Linked DNA regions of Mus musculus: region 1 is linked to region 2. The links are chromatin contacts, called in public Hi-C maps. All regions are on one chromosome and are shown on one strand. Each heading gives the region's core, a stretch centred on a gene start, on an enhancer-like site or on the middle of the called end of the contact. The rest is flanking DNA. Distances are from core to core; before and after follow the strand shown. Region 1 overlaps Bmper (BMP-binding endothelial regulator). Region 2 overlaps Gm36743 (a long non-coding RNA gene).

What was found. Hi-C and Micro-C count contacts between places; a contact is called where the count stands out from the background.
Region 1: a contact with region 2 is called in a Hi-C map of muscle stem cells, with 2.5 times the contacts expected there. The contact joins two enhancer-like sites. A contact is called at or near these places in 12 of 484 Hi-C or Micro-C datasets (cerebral cortex, cortical neurons, embryonic fibroblasts and 5 more), 2 of 115 datasets of contacts at active chromatin or transcription factors (astrocytes and fibro-adipogenic progenitors) and 1 of 9 other capture datasets (embryonic trunk).

The regions. Positions count from the first base shown.
Region 1 is chr9:23,375,476-23,382,529 of GRCm38.p6, reverse strand. Bmper (BMP-binding endothelial regulator) reads right to left here. Exons shown (of 15, transcript NM_028472.2): 9 at 6,824-6,964; 10 at 4,788-4,892; 11 at 1,056-1,101. Among named protein-coding and RNA genes, the nearest start is that of Bmper, 160 kb to the right of the region's middle. Within about 2 kb of position 4,244, at least 70 of the 459 cell types and tissues checked have an H3K27ac peak or open chromatin away from gene starts, as enhancers often do. A contact at or near this core is called in muscle stem cells, where this site is marked.
Region 2 is chr9:23,022,696-23,029,661 of GRCm38.p6, reverse strand. All of the region lies in intron 1 of Gm36743 (a long non-coding RNA gene), which reads right to left. Among named protein-coding and RNA genes, the nearest start is that of Gm36743, 30 kb to the right of the region's middle. Within about 2 kb of position 4,206, at least 27 of the 459 cell types and tissues checked have an H3K27ac peak or open chromatin away from gene starts, as enhancers often do. A contact at or near this core is called in muscle stem cells, where this site is marked.

The sequences.
Region 1 (7,054 bases), core at 2,995-5,494, 350 kb before region 2:
CCATTGTAAAGTTTCACGACTACCTTTAAAAATAATAATATATATTAGGCAAGAATAATTATGTATTTATATAATACATTAACATATAACAGTTTTCCATATGTAGTTTTGTATAGATATAAAATGACATATATTTATGTATTTGTTACCAAACAATCAAAGAGGAGGAAACTAGGGTTTCTTGGAGCAATATAAACTTTGATTTCAGGTAAATGAAAAAAAGAAACCTGTTTCGATAAAAAGCTGCTGCCAAATGCCAGAAAAGTCCACTACTCTAATCCTAACTGCCTCATAAAACAGTTTTTAATCAACTTCCTGGCTCGGCTAATACTACCACCATGTATCAGAAATAACTTGACAATGTATTTCTAACACCATTTTTTCAATAGCATGCTATATTAAGCTGTCTCAAAGTCAAGTAAACTTTGGGACTGACATGGTGATTTCCTAATGGATGTAGGCACAAGTAAGTCCCCATACGGGGCTGCTGTGAAGCCCACACAAAGCTCTGTCCCTGAGATTAATAGGGCAGCCTCAGATAGCTCTCAAATGTCACAACAATTTCATAGAACCTCCAGGAACTCATTTAAAAGTATCAGGATGCAAGTTCATTGCCATCAACAATATCAAATGTGCCCAGGAGAAAGGATGAGGAGTTGGGAGAGAGAGGAGGAAGTGCAGTTCTTTGATGGTGTAAGAAGAAGTAAATGCCCTAGAGATTATGGATGGCTGGCTATACTGAGCATCATTAGCTTAGCCCCAAGGACTGAAAATGCTATTAGCAGTTTCAAATGCACATTAAGTTATCTGATGTTCTTCTTTAAAACTCTATCTATCCATGTATTGTCCAGAGGTCTCCTAATAGCAGATTCTGGTGGTTTCAATATAGCTTCTGTGAGAGGATGGCAGCTGATACCGGGTACCAGTGGGACAGTGGACGAGCCCATCTAATACTCAGAGAATTAAATCTATAGAAAATGTACACCAGGTCTCCCTGATCATCACAAAACATTAAACAAATATTATGAGTACATTTTCCCAGAGAAAGAACTTACTTTCAGTGCAGATAGGACAGCATCCTTTCCTGTTGAGAATTTTACCCTGGTCAGGAGGGAAAAAAAGAAACCAAAAATTTAATGTTAAGAGACGGTCTGCTGAGGAGAAATCTCTTTTTCAAAGTATAACACCAGATAAACCAATGAAATCACCCCAAATTGCACTTGAACTGGACGGTCTGAATGGTGGTGAAATGCATCAGGTGTCCAGGCCAGGCAAGATCACTCCAGAAGTTTTCCTGGTTTTGTCCTCTTAGAAACAGAATACCTCAAAGTATGGTGTGATTTTTCTCATGAAGGAAGAGGGAGACAGGCTGGACACAGCTCTCTCATTGATAGTCAAGCCAAGTGCATACACACACAACTGGAAACCATTGACACTCTGTCCATACCATCAGGACCTTCTTCCTGCTGTTGCTCTGAAAAGCTCTCTGGTACCCTGCAACCCAAGCTGAAAGCGCTCCCTCACATGCTCCAGACATGTTATAGCACAGATCAGATTCAGTCAAGCTTCCTCCTCTGCAGCATCAGGCATGCTAACTCATTGTTATACAATCAAAGCAAAAAGCAACGGACTCTATAGAACTGAATCATTTTGTCTCTCTGCTCTCGAAATACACTGCCATTTCCTAGTCAAATATCTTTTCACTTTTTAAAGAAGAACACATATTCTCCAGACCTGTACCAGAGAATGGTCTTTCTTTATCTCTGACTCAGTGATTCATCACAGGGAAAAGGAAATGTAGCAGAAGCTGATGAACACTTCAGGAACAACACTTTCTGCATGACCTAACAGCGGGTTGCTCAGGAGGACTTAATGAGCCAATCCCTTAAGGCTTAATGATATGATAGTCATTGTTACCAAGAAGTGCGAAATCGTTCTGAGCTGAGGATTTCCCCTTCCATGGGTGAAGAAACTTGTGTCAGTAACATAGCATGATAGAAACAGAAAGTTAACTTCATTTTATGTGACACTGCAGGCCATGTTCTTTTACTACAGATTTTTTTTTAAGCCACAGTTCTTCGAGACATGTATTTTCAACTGTCTGCAGGACAGACTGTGGTACGTGCCTCATGCTTCCTCTCATTTGAAATTCACAATGACACTCTGAGGACATGTGACCTCATCCCCCTTTCCACAGAGAACAAAGGAAGCAAAGTGCACTAAGATGTGGCCCAAGCCCAGGACAAAGACCCAGAGCCCAGTCTCTGCTCACCACTGGTGAGTGGTTTGCAGAGCAGATTTGAATATTTCAAAAGAAATAATCACACTAGCTTTTCAAATGACATTTTGCTACCAAAGAACTAAAGCCATGTCTCATTCATTTCTTGCACCAATTAATCCTCCTATGACATACTAAACTCTACATGCCATAGATAATGCTAAGACCCTTAATTACAGTTCTTCATGTTGTGGTGGCCCCCAACTATAAAAGTTTTTCTTGCTACTTCATAACTGTAATTTTGCTATTGTTATGAATCATAATATAAATATTTGATATGCATAGTATCTGGTATATAATCCCTGTGAAAGGGTCATTCAACCCCACCCCCATTTCAAAGAGATCTTGACCCACAGGCTGAGAATTTATGCCAAAGGGTATCTCGTTTAATTCCTCAAGGACAAAACCAAAGATCATCCAAGCTCCATGGAATGATTTCCACAGAGGCTCAGACAAGGCAGGTTGCCCCATTGGAATGGTGTGAGTTAAAGCTATGTTTCTAATCAAAGGAGACTGGGAGATTCCCCGCAGCTATATCTCACCAGACACAGCCATTTCCCTTGTTCAGTAAAGCTGCTCCTGTTAGTAAATAGGTGAGAGAAAAAAATAAAGTACAGACTGTGAGGTCAGAGAGCCTGGGCTGTCTGGATGATCTGTAGCCTCATCTGGAAGAAGGGTCTATTTAGCACCTACCTCAGTGGACAGTCTCAGGGGAGTGAGCTTATTTCTGTGACCAGAGAAATGGCTTCAATATAAACTCATGATATCTATCTAAGAAACAGTGTACTGAGAGTCCCACCCCCCAGAGCTTTGGAAATTACCTAGGAGGGCAAATAGTGACTATAACCATAGGCTCCTTCTGAAAAGGGGAGGGGGTAGGTTTTAACTGGAAAGGTTACAGTGTGTGGGGGTTGCACAAAGACCTTCTAGTTTTTCTAATTTTCTTTTTAAAATTTCCCTAATCAATGTAGGGAAGGAGAAATAAACTGCTAAGCTGCTGTCTTTTCTTTTTAAGGTATTTCATGGTAGAGCTAAACTATCTTCCAAAGACCTTGTGCTGGCCTCTGAGAAGGGGAAGTGTGAGGGGGGAAACCAAGTTGGAAAGATGCCTAGAAACAGAAAGGTGGTCCTGGAGGGCCTAGCCAAGTCAGGGCACTGAGAAGCAAGGGCAGAGGGGGCAGGGCTGGGGGCTGGGCAGAGGCCTTCCTGGGAGGGACGGACATGCCTGGCCTGAGTGTAGCACACCCAGTAAGATCACTAGGGAGAAGCAGGCAACATAAGGAGCTGTGACCTCCCAGCAGAAACCACCGACCCAGCTACAAGTGGCAGAGCAGAAGCTAAGCTGCAAACCCCGCAGTGGCCTGCTGAGGCGAGTTACTCCAGCCACCAGGTTGGCACCACTTCTCGGTTTTGTCTTGTAGAATAAGGAAGCCCATTATTACTAACATGTGCTGGGAGAGTTCATTAGCACTGAGGGTTCCCCGAGGACTGGCAGAAATGATGTGATTCCATTTTTCCCAATGAATATTTATAAGCAGCCCAAGATCAAGTCTGCTTATTGTACCTACTTTTTTTTTCTTTTATGGGAAGTTTTCAGTTTTATGTCTGAGGCTTTTTAAAGCAAGACTAATTAGGGGATTTTTTTCCCTTTTCTCCCCCCTCCCCACCAATTCAGTTGTGCAACGGCAACAGCTGTTGTTTTTTTGTGCCTCATTTGGCACTCAAGTAAAAACAGCAACTTTTTGTTTATAATAATAGCAGATGTGAATAAAATTAAAAGCTTTCTATAACGGAGAATAGAGGACATGCTCTGAATATATGGATATGTTTTCTTCATTCACTGGAAGGTACTAAATAGGTTTGACATTTTCTCAAAACGTACAAAGCCTTGAAAGGTTTCAAGTTGCTGAGGTGAATTCAATGGAGCCCATGCTTCCGAAGATAATGGTGGCTTTATTCAAGCCTGGGCTGTGGGTTTTTGAAAAGAGGTATTTCCATAAGGATGCTGTTTCCATGTGGGGCTACAATGGAGGCAGGGCTAGAGCAGAATTTTCTGCAGAGGAGTTGGGGCTTCTGCTAGGCAAGGAAATCCTCCTTGGGAAGTTCCTATTAAACAACCACATCATATTACCATAGCTATGAGAGGAAAGCTGAGATTTGAAGAAAAAAAAAAAAGAAGGAAGGAGAAGCAAAATGTGGTTATGACGTTAAATTGAAAATCCAAAAATAGAAAACAAGATCTAGGCAAGAAAGCTGAAGAAGTGTTTACAGAGGTTTGAGAGATGTCAATAAATAGCAGGAAGATAGCAGCAAGGGAGACAAGAGTTTTGTCACACAAGGCTGGACTCCAAATAGGAATGGAAAGAAAGAATCAGGGTGCTGAACAACAGGCTTTATCTCTTGCAGTATATATGTAAGCTTTGGGAATTCCCGGTTGTCTTCAGAAAATGGCATATGCCGTGCATTTCTCAAGGTAACAGAGAAAAAAGAAGCCAAATGTCCTACATACCTGTGGGCAGCTGCTGACAGGAACACACTGCTTCTTTCGACACTCTGTCTTCCCCTTCACACAAGCACAGATGCTGCAGTTGACTGAGGACCACATCTCTCCATCCTACAGGACACAGCACAGAATTGAACTACAGGGAGAGCTGAGCAAGTGGGTTATGGTTTCGCCATTGAGGAGAGCATGACTAAGCTGCCTAGGTCAGGTGACTCTGACCACTTAACACAATGGTCAGGGAAGGTTTCAGACACTGTTTTAAAGGTAGGAAAATCTTGGCCCAAAAAACAGAGCATTCTTCTGGGGGTAGCAAGTCATGCTTACATCTTGCCCCTCATGTCCTCATGTGTTTTAATTTTCACCCCAGAAGACAAGAAAATATGAATTTTATACTTGATGCATGAGCAGATCCTAACCTTCAATTAATGGAGTTGAAATACTTGATACAACAGGCATCACGGTTAATTGAGATGCTTAGACACAGTGATGTAAGACAGCTATGCCTTGCCCTTGAGCCACCCAGGACAGGAAGATAATGGAAGGTATTCAAATAATTCTCAGTGGCCAGGCAGACAACTGGTGAACACCCATGAATATACAAAGGTCAGACAGACCAGCCCTAGAGACATGACTCTTGCTTACACTCTCCTCCCAAAATGTAGTATAGCACTTTGAGACATAGACTGGACTCTTGCTTGGCGAGAAAGGCACTCAATGAATGCATTGACCTTGTCAGATTTATAGTGTGCAGTCAGTGCTCAGCCAGAACACATCAGGCAGGATACATACATACCTGGGCTCAAGTTTGAACGATCAGACAACAGAGTTAGATATAGAGACAAGATGAAGGATCCTTCCCGGGCACACAGATTCAAGATCTTTGGTGCATCCTGTCCTTTCTCGATTTTTGAAGATATGTTAAGGACTGCCAACCCCCTGCTGCCTTTCAGGTGAGAGAAAACTAACTGAATTTGTCTGTAAAGGGCATCGAACTTATGGACAAATATTTTCAGGGCTCACAATCTCTGTAAAGTGCTCTAGACCTCAGATGCTAAAAGAAATCTTTTTAGAAAGAGGTTTGAAAGTGTTTTGTTCAAAGCACTATGATGGGAGGAGCATTATTGTTTTATCTTGGTGCTCTGGGTACAAATGGTAGCTTTGAATAAAGAGTATTTTACATGAGTGTCTCTGAAAACTTGCTGTATCGCCCTCTCATGATGGGCGTATGGCATTTTCTTCTTTCTTGCAGGGTCCATAAGAATCCAGACCTCTCTGTAATCACGTCAGTGAATGGGACCCTGAGGGGGCTCCCACTCTGACATGGCATTAAGAGCCTAGGTGCTCATGGCTATCATCAAGCACATCTTTGGTACAAAGTCTCCCTCATCTTTAAGGAAACCATAGCAGATAGGAGAGAGGAGATAGAATGAACAAAGCCTTCACCTGCTTCCTGAAGCCAAATGCTTATGACACAGCTTTCCACTTAAGATCACTATAAAACAGTATAGATCACATGCCAGGTGATGTTGGAAGGCCAGTAAGCAAGCCTTTGAGTACCTTGGAGTTAGACTCTTGAACATATACTTACACTTACATGGTAAACATCCTCATCTTAACACTTTCCAGTTGAGCCTTTTTATAAATGAAATTTGTAAGATTTTGCTGAAAGTGCCAAGTTTTAGATCCATCAGGATCTTGCCATGGTCATGATCTTAACAAGGTATACTTAGCATGCCCAAATAAATGGTATGCTCTCAATCATTTGGGCACCATAACTATACCAGCCATTTGGCATGCTGAGCTGAGCCTCAGGCATTGGCTGATGACATGTAGAAAGACCAATAACACTGACACATTTGGCATCTTCCATATTCTGATTTTATATATATGCATTTGTAAATTAATATACTAAATATACATGTGTGGTTTTAAATGTATAAATTATGCAAAATTCTAATCTGAATTATGTCCAGAGCTTTTTAATGGCCATTTTGATGGCTCCCACAAGCTCATGACATCATGATGGCTTCTCTCATACATACCCTGAAAATCTTGCTACCGAACTTGCACACTTTGATGTCTTCAGGGGGCACCCGTAAGAGACAGTCTTCACAACAGGCATCCTCATCACTGTTACAGACACCAGGGTGGGAGCACTTCTTCTTACAAACCATTGTTGAGTCCTAGAGACCCAAAGGCAAGGCAGACTAGAAATTAAAAATGATGTTCACCTCTCCTACAGAGCTTTCTCAGTCCTCCTTTAATAATCCACA
Region 2 (6,966 bases), core at 2,957-5,456:
GGCAGATCACTCTAGAGGAGATTCTGTAGGAAACCTGGCCACGGGGGTGGGGGTGGGGCACTACAAACCTGACCCCGCAGGGCATCCTCTTGAAACTGATGACTGTCCAAGTAGTCCACTGCAGTCTGAGATCCCTGAACCTCAGGGAAGCCCTGGCCTTCTTGGGCTCCTGGGTTTTAGAACCTGGTCCTAAGGATGCAACCTGGGCCCAATCCCCAGGGCACCATTCACACACACGCAGAGTCCCTCTCTCTGCTACACTCAACCTTCCCAGAACTGTCTCAAGAGGTAAAGAGGGGACACATAATCCCTCCAAGTGTGGACTCCAGTGTAGGTGTGACCTTCTAGGCAGTCCAGTCCAAGGCAAAGTGGCTCATTTTGGCCAATAAGGTCACAAGCCCAGATCATTGGGGGGAAAGGCGGAAAACCAGTAGGCAAGGAAAATGTACTGTCATCCAAGAACAATAAAGTTTATGTATTCCCAGATGTGGGTCCTCCCACCTAATCAAAGCCAAGGCCCATACCAGTGAAAAGAACTTTCCTCCAGCAGAATGGGAAAGTAGCTTCTTTGGGGGCTAAATTTAGATTTTACCCATTGGAGATATGCTCTGCTTCTGTGGGGTTGTTAACAGAACAAGAACAAGGTCAGCATCCCTGCCGGCTCTGGCCAGCTTCAGCTTCAGCTGACATACCCTGAGCCATCTTGTCCACGGGGCTGGGCTCTGTCCCAGGCTTGCTCACAACTTGACCATGTGTGCTTTGGGTCACTATTTGTGTGTCAGCTCTGTTTTGACATCACTGGGGAGCACACACTCAATACCCATTGCTCCAAAGACCAGGGTTTGAAGAAACCAGAGAGTGACCAAAGCCTCCTCCCTACCCAAAGCTAAGGGTGTCTTGGGAATACTTTATCGATGGGGCAACATTTAGCAAAGAAACTGAACAGAATGCAGGGAATGAAATGGTTGCACAGAAAGAGGAATGGATTCCCACAGTCACTCTGGGCAGCAGTGAGACCACTGGGCAGGGGTGACCCTTGCAGCAGGCCACCTTCCTCCACCTACGGCCCACATACAGTGGCCTTCAGTGCTTTTCGGAATGCTCTTTTCAAGCATGCCGGATTCTCAGGAAGTTGAGGAAGTGAATGTGGTTCCCACCAGAGCAAGTTAGACAAGTTTATTTTGTTTCTTGATCTTCCTTCTTAACTAAGAGGAAAGAGGAGGGTCGGGGATGGGGTGCTCTCAACACTCTATCATCTCACTTTAACCTGCCACCTCCTACTTCACCCTGCTCTGTCCCCATCAGTACTGATAAATTCAGGAAGGGCTGGCGAGGCTTGGACTGGTAACAATCTTGTTGATGCTTTCTTAATCCCCAGCTGTTTTCACTAATAGAAGTAATCAGTGCCACCACTACCACCCTTTATTTTCAGAGAAAGCAGGGCTGCCTTGCTCGCTAGCATCCCTGCCTGGTGCCCTGGGGAAAGGATGCTCCCCAACTGTCCCAGACTGGCTCAGGAGCTCAGGCACTTCCGAGAACTCTCCTCAGCCAGTCCACCATGAATGCAGTGTCCAGCAAGTAGACCATGTAGGTGTTGCCTAGGGAGCAAGTCTTGAGCTCTGCGGCTTGTTCGGCCAAGCAGGAAAATTAAGACCACAAATCCTGCTAAACAAAGGAAATAAGCTTTTCAGCAGCTAGACACCTCCTAGAGGGGCTTGAGCTGCAACAGCGCAGTGTGCTAAACAAGAATCCTGTGAGCCTACTGAATGACTGCAGTGGGCGTGTGTGCTCCCTTCAAAAACAAACACACATAAATAACTAAGTGACCATGTGTATTCCAAGTGAAGCTATGGGACTCAGCAGGAAGGAGCTGTCGCCCTCTACTGGATGGAATGTCACAAGAAGGCCATGATTTCATGCTTGGCAACTGCCTGGATGGTTTTTGTTTTTGTTTTTGTTTTTTTACCTCCCAAGGGTGCAGGTGATCTCCTTGGTGGTCATAATGAGTTTCCCATGGAGGAGGGCGAGCGTAAAGAGAAGAGAGGAGAAAACAAGACAGTGTGGAGATCCCTTCAGACAGTCATCATGGCACTGCCTTGCAAAGTGCATTCATACAAAGAGAATCACCTGACCCTCCAGTGTCCCTGACAGAGGTGCTGTTGCTAATAGACACTTTAGTAGAGTTTAAACCAGAGCCAGAAAGGGGTAGGGGCTTGATTTGACTCTGACTTTCTAATCCAACCCTAGAATGGCTTCCTTCCACTCCCTCCTTATCTGCTAGACTTTATTCATTTACTGAAACATTTACTTTGTGGGGAACCTGGCTCTCTAAAAACTAGGGACTAGCAGAGAGCTGGGCAAAGCAAGATCTCTTATGGGGCTCTCTCGGGGCTATAGAAAAGGAGTAAAAAAAATGTAATAATATTGTGATATCAAAAAGGAGTAATACTAAGGGGTTTTTTTTTTTGTTGTTGTTGATTTGTTTGTTTTTCCAGTAATGGGGCATGTGCACAAGCAATGTGGGGGTGGCCCCTGCAGCCCGTAGCAGATTGCCTCTGATAACAGAGGCAACAAAGGTTCCGCTATGGGAAAGAGCTATCGTCTACAGCATCTGTTTGACCGTGATTCCTTTAAACTCACAGACCACTTACACGGTTTGAGCTGCTTTGCTATATGAAACCGTGGAAACCACTCAAATATCCTTTAGTAGGAGAGTGGTAAACTCTGTGCTCCGCCCGCACGACTGAGCACTACTTAGCTATAGAAAGGAAGAAATTATTGACTTGGGAAACAACTTGGGTTTCTATATGAGGGCATTATACTGAATAAAACAAGCTAATCTTAAAAGAGTGGGCACTAGCATTCTGTAGATCAGTGGTTCTCAACCTCCCTGGTGCTGCAGTCATTTAATACAGTTCCTCACGTTGTTGTGAGCCCCAACCATAGAACTACCTTTGTCACTAATTATAACTGTAATTTGCTACTGTTGTGAATGGTAATGTAAATATCTGTGTTTGTCAATGGTCTTAGGATACCCCTGTGGGAGTTGAGAACCACTGCCCGTAGATGAAGGGAACACTGTAGAGATGGAAGACAGGTAACCTGAGTCCTGCTGGAAGCGGTGTCTTTGGTGAGCAGTTCCTGGGCCGCTGGAGCGGTTCCAGAGCTAGATCTGCGGTCATGTGAATCTACAGCACAGAAAGCACCGAACATACAGCGCGTGCCTGAGGCTGAAGGATGGGAACAGCATCCACAAGGTGCCTGATGCTCTTGAGCCAATCAAAGTTCTCATTTCATCACTGCAGGGGGAAGCTGGGTGCTAGGCTCCTGGGCTTTTTCTGCACTGCTTTTGTTACAGTTTACTGTGATCTATAATTATTTTGAAATCAAAAGAAGGCAAAGATGATAGAGAAGGCACCCTTAGTGCTACCGAGCTGCCCCACCAGTTAACAGATCCTGCTGTTACTTCCTGTTTTTATTTGGGTTTGTTTGTCCAAAACTGGGTCTCATTCTGTATCACAGGTTAGACTGGAACTCACTCTGTAAGTTCAGTTATTCTCAAATACCCAGTGATCCTCCTGCCTTAGCCTTCTTCCTGCTGTCAGATGAACTGCCATGCCTGACTTCCTGCCCTCACTCTTAGGGAGAGTACCCTGAGTTCCAGGTGCTTTGGAAACTCTTATGGTAAAAAAACAATCAAACACTGACAAGGAGCCATACAATTAAGAAGCTGTTGTTCAATGGCTGTATGAAATAAAGAAGAGAGTAGAATCCCAACATTCAGATCAAAGGGAAGGTCCCACATAGAAACCTACTCTCTTAAGACCTAGAGCCCCAGTCAGAGAGAAAGAGTTTGAGCCAAGGAGCACATCTGACAAGTCCCTCAGCCTTGATTGCCTTTGTACCCCGGGACCCCACTCACAGCAATGGGACTCTGGTGTTGGCACTAGCAGGTTCAATGGAACTGTAGTAGGCTGAGTGACAACTGTTCTCAGTGTTGAGAACCTGGAGTGAACACAGCCTGAGGTAGCTAGCCCACGTCACCTTGGAGAGCCTTTGGTGGGACTGACAGTGCAGCTATCGTGTGGGTAGGAGCTCAGTCACTGCTAAGTCAGAATGCTTATTCCATGTGCAGAGATCGGAGTAGTCGTTCTCCAGGCCGTTCCGGCCCTGACATCCTATGCTGCCATGAGTCATCTGGCTGATCCAGTCATGGACTCAGCAGCCCCTGGTTCTCTCTGCTCTCTGTTTCCCGGCAGCAAACATGAAATCACCTAGTACTGTGCCAAATATTTGACACTCATCGTGGACAGCTTATATTATTGACTATAGTTTTATCTATCTTGTCCCAAAACTAAATTTCCAGTTTCCCCTGAGACAAAGTTGACTGTTACTTATACCCCTAATGTTCTTTCGCACAGCACACGTAACGGCAAGTTTTAATTGAACAGAATTCAACAGCAAAAGCTAACAATTTTAGTTTAAATATTTGATAGATTTAACCATCTGAATGTACAAGAAGTTAAAAGTTCTACGAAGTAAAAAAACTACCACAAAAATTAATATAACAATAGCAAATTGGGCAATATATTTGCAACGTAAATGAAAGATAACAATCCAAGCATAGATAAGCAAGCAGAGGAAAGCCAAACAGATGACTGGCAAACTTGCCAGACACATAACCAAGAGACGTAATCTACCAGATCAGCAAACACCAGCAGGTTATTCAGTGCCAGTGATGATGTGAAAAGAAAAGTCATTCATATTCTCTGCTCATTCCTAGCAATGATGACAGTGAAGATGCAGTAAAAGGGCCTCTGTTGATGTGTGTCAGGCATCTCTGTCGAGATCTTAGATTCCATCCAGTGAACAGCCAGTGGTAGGGCTGGATCACATGGTATGGCTGGATCACATGGTAGTTCTATTCAGCCTGTTGGTGTGCCTGGATCACACAGTGTGGCTGGATCACACAGTGTGGCTGGATCATACAGTGTGGTTGGATCACATGGTATGGCTGGATCACATGGTAGTTCTATTCAGCCTGTTGGTGTGCCTGGATCATACAGTGTGCCTGGATCACACAGTGTGGCTGGATCACATGTTAGTTCTATTCAGCCTGTGGTGTGGCTGGATCACACAGTGTGGCTGGATCACACAGTGTGGCTGGATCACATGGTAGTTCTATTCAGCCTGTGGTGTGCCTGGATCACACAGTGTGCCTGGATCACACAGTATGGCTGGATCACACGGTGTGGCTGGATCACACAGTGTGGCTGGATCACAGTGTGGCTGGATCACATGGTAGTTCTATTCTTAGTTTTTTGAGGGAGCCTCTGTACCAGTTTCCAGTGCAGCTGCACTAGTTCACATGCCCACCAGCGGCTCCTCCCCAACCCAGCGTCCTCACCAGCTTGTGCTGCTTCTTATCTTCTAGACTTTACCCTTGGCCTAGGGTGAAATGGGTTCTCCATGTAGCATTTCCCAGGTAGCTAAGAATGTTGAACAGTTCACATATTTATCAGCTATTTGTTTTTTCTTCATTTAAAAGTCTGATTGTGTCCGCTGCCCATTTGGTGGATTATTCGTATATATGATTCCATTTTTTGTTTTGTTTTGGGGTGTTGTTTGTTTTAGTTCCTCCAGATATATTCTAAAAAAAAAATCTCCTGTTCGGTAAATATTTAGATAACTATATGTAGCATGTAGTTTTGTCTACATCACTTTGAGTTCCCAGAAATTCGCTCGCATGCACACACCCAGGGGCTCTCACTGATCCCTAGATAACCCTGTCTTGAAAAACAAAAAACAAAAAAACAAAAAAAAAAACAAAAAAAGAGAGACACATTTAGATCATTTTTAACCTGCCTTATGGTTCAGGGGCTTGGCTTTTCTAAGCCTTCCACGGCTAGCGTGGCTCAGTGGCTGGGCTTTTCTAAGCCTTCCATGGCTAGCCAGCGTGCCTCTTCCTTTACTCCTTGTTCAACACCCTACATCTGCCCTCAGCCTAGTTGTGTCTCTGATCTGCCTGCGGAAGTGGCCAATGGCCACTCCATCCAGTCTCTCACATGCCTGGCGACTCCCTCTCCCTCCAAGCATGGAGAATTCCCTTTATCCTCCTGCATCTTCCAGTCTTCCTGCAGGAAGCGGGAAGTCCACCTCTTTTATCCAGTCATTGGCTGCTGGCATCTTTATTCATTGATCAAGAACCAATTGGGGAACAGGACTTTCAGTGTTCACGTGCAGATTTCTGATCCAAGCATCAGAGCCACCTCCTACAACTATGATTGTCTATCAACTGTTTCATAGGCTAAGCCAGAGCTCAAAGTAAATACTGTAGTATTTCCTGTTGCTGTGATAAAACATCATGGCCAAAATCAACTTACAGAAGAAAGGGCTTGGTTTAGATTACAGTTCCAAAAAGAGAGTCCCTAGTAGGGGAGTCATGGCAACAAGTGGCCAGGAAGCCGAGAGACCACAGATCTATTCATGGGAAGAAAACAGAGAGCATGGAATAGAAGTGGGATGAGGTTATAAGCCCTGCCCCAAGCCCATCCCCAGTGATGTGTTTCCTCCAATAAGACTTCATCTCCTAAAGGTTCTATGTCCTCCGGACACTGCTCGACCAGCTGTGGACCAAGTGTTCAAATGCAAGAGCATGTGAGGACACTTCTCATTCAAACCATCACACACACCCACTGACAGACCCACAGAAAAGGAAGGAGTACTGCTAGCTACATTATAGATTCATGAAGGAGCTTTACCCAGCCATAACAAAGACTGAAATCATGTCATCTAAAGGAAAATGGATAGGAACAGAGATGATCATATTAAATGAAATGAATTGGCTCAGAAAAAAAAACTAATATGGCATATTTCCAGTGGTGGATAGAAATTCAGACAAAAAGGAAAGAAAAGCAAAAAATAAAAAGAGACACTGGGATGTGGAAAGAGATTGCCCAAGTAGTT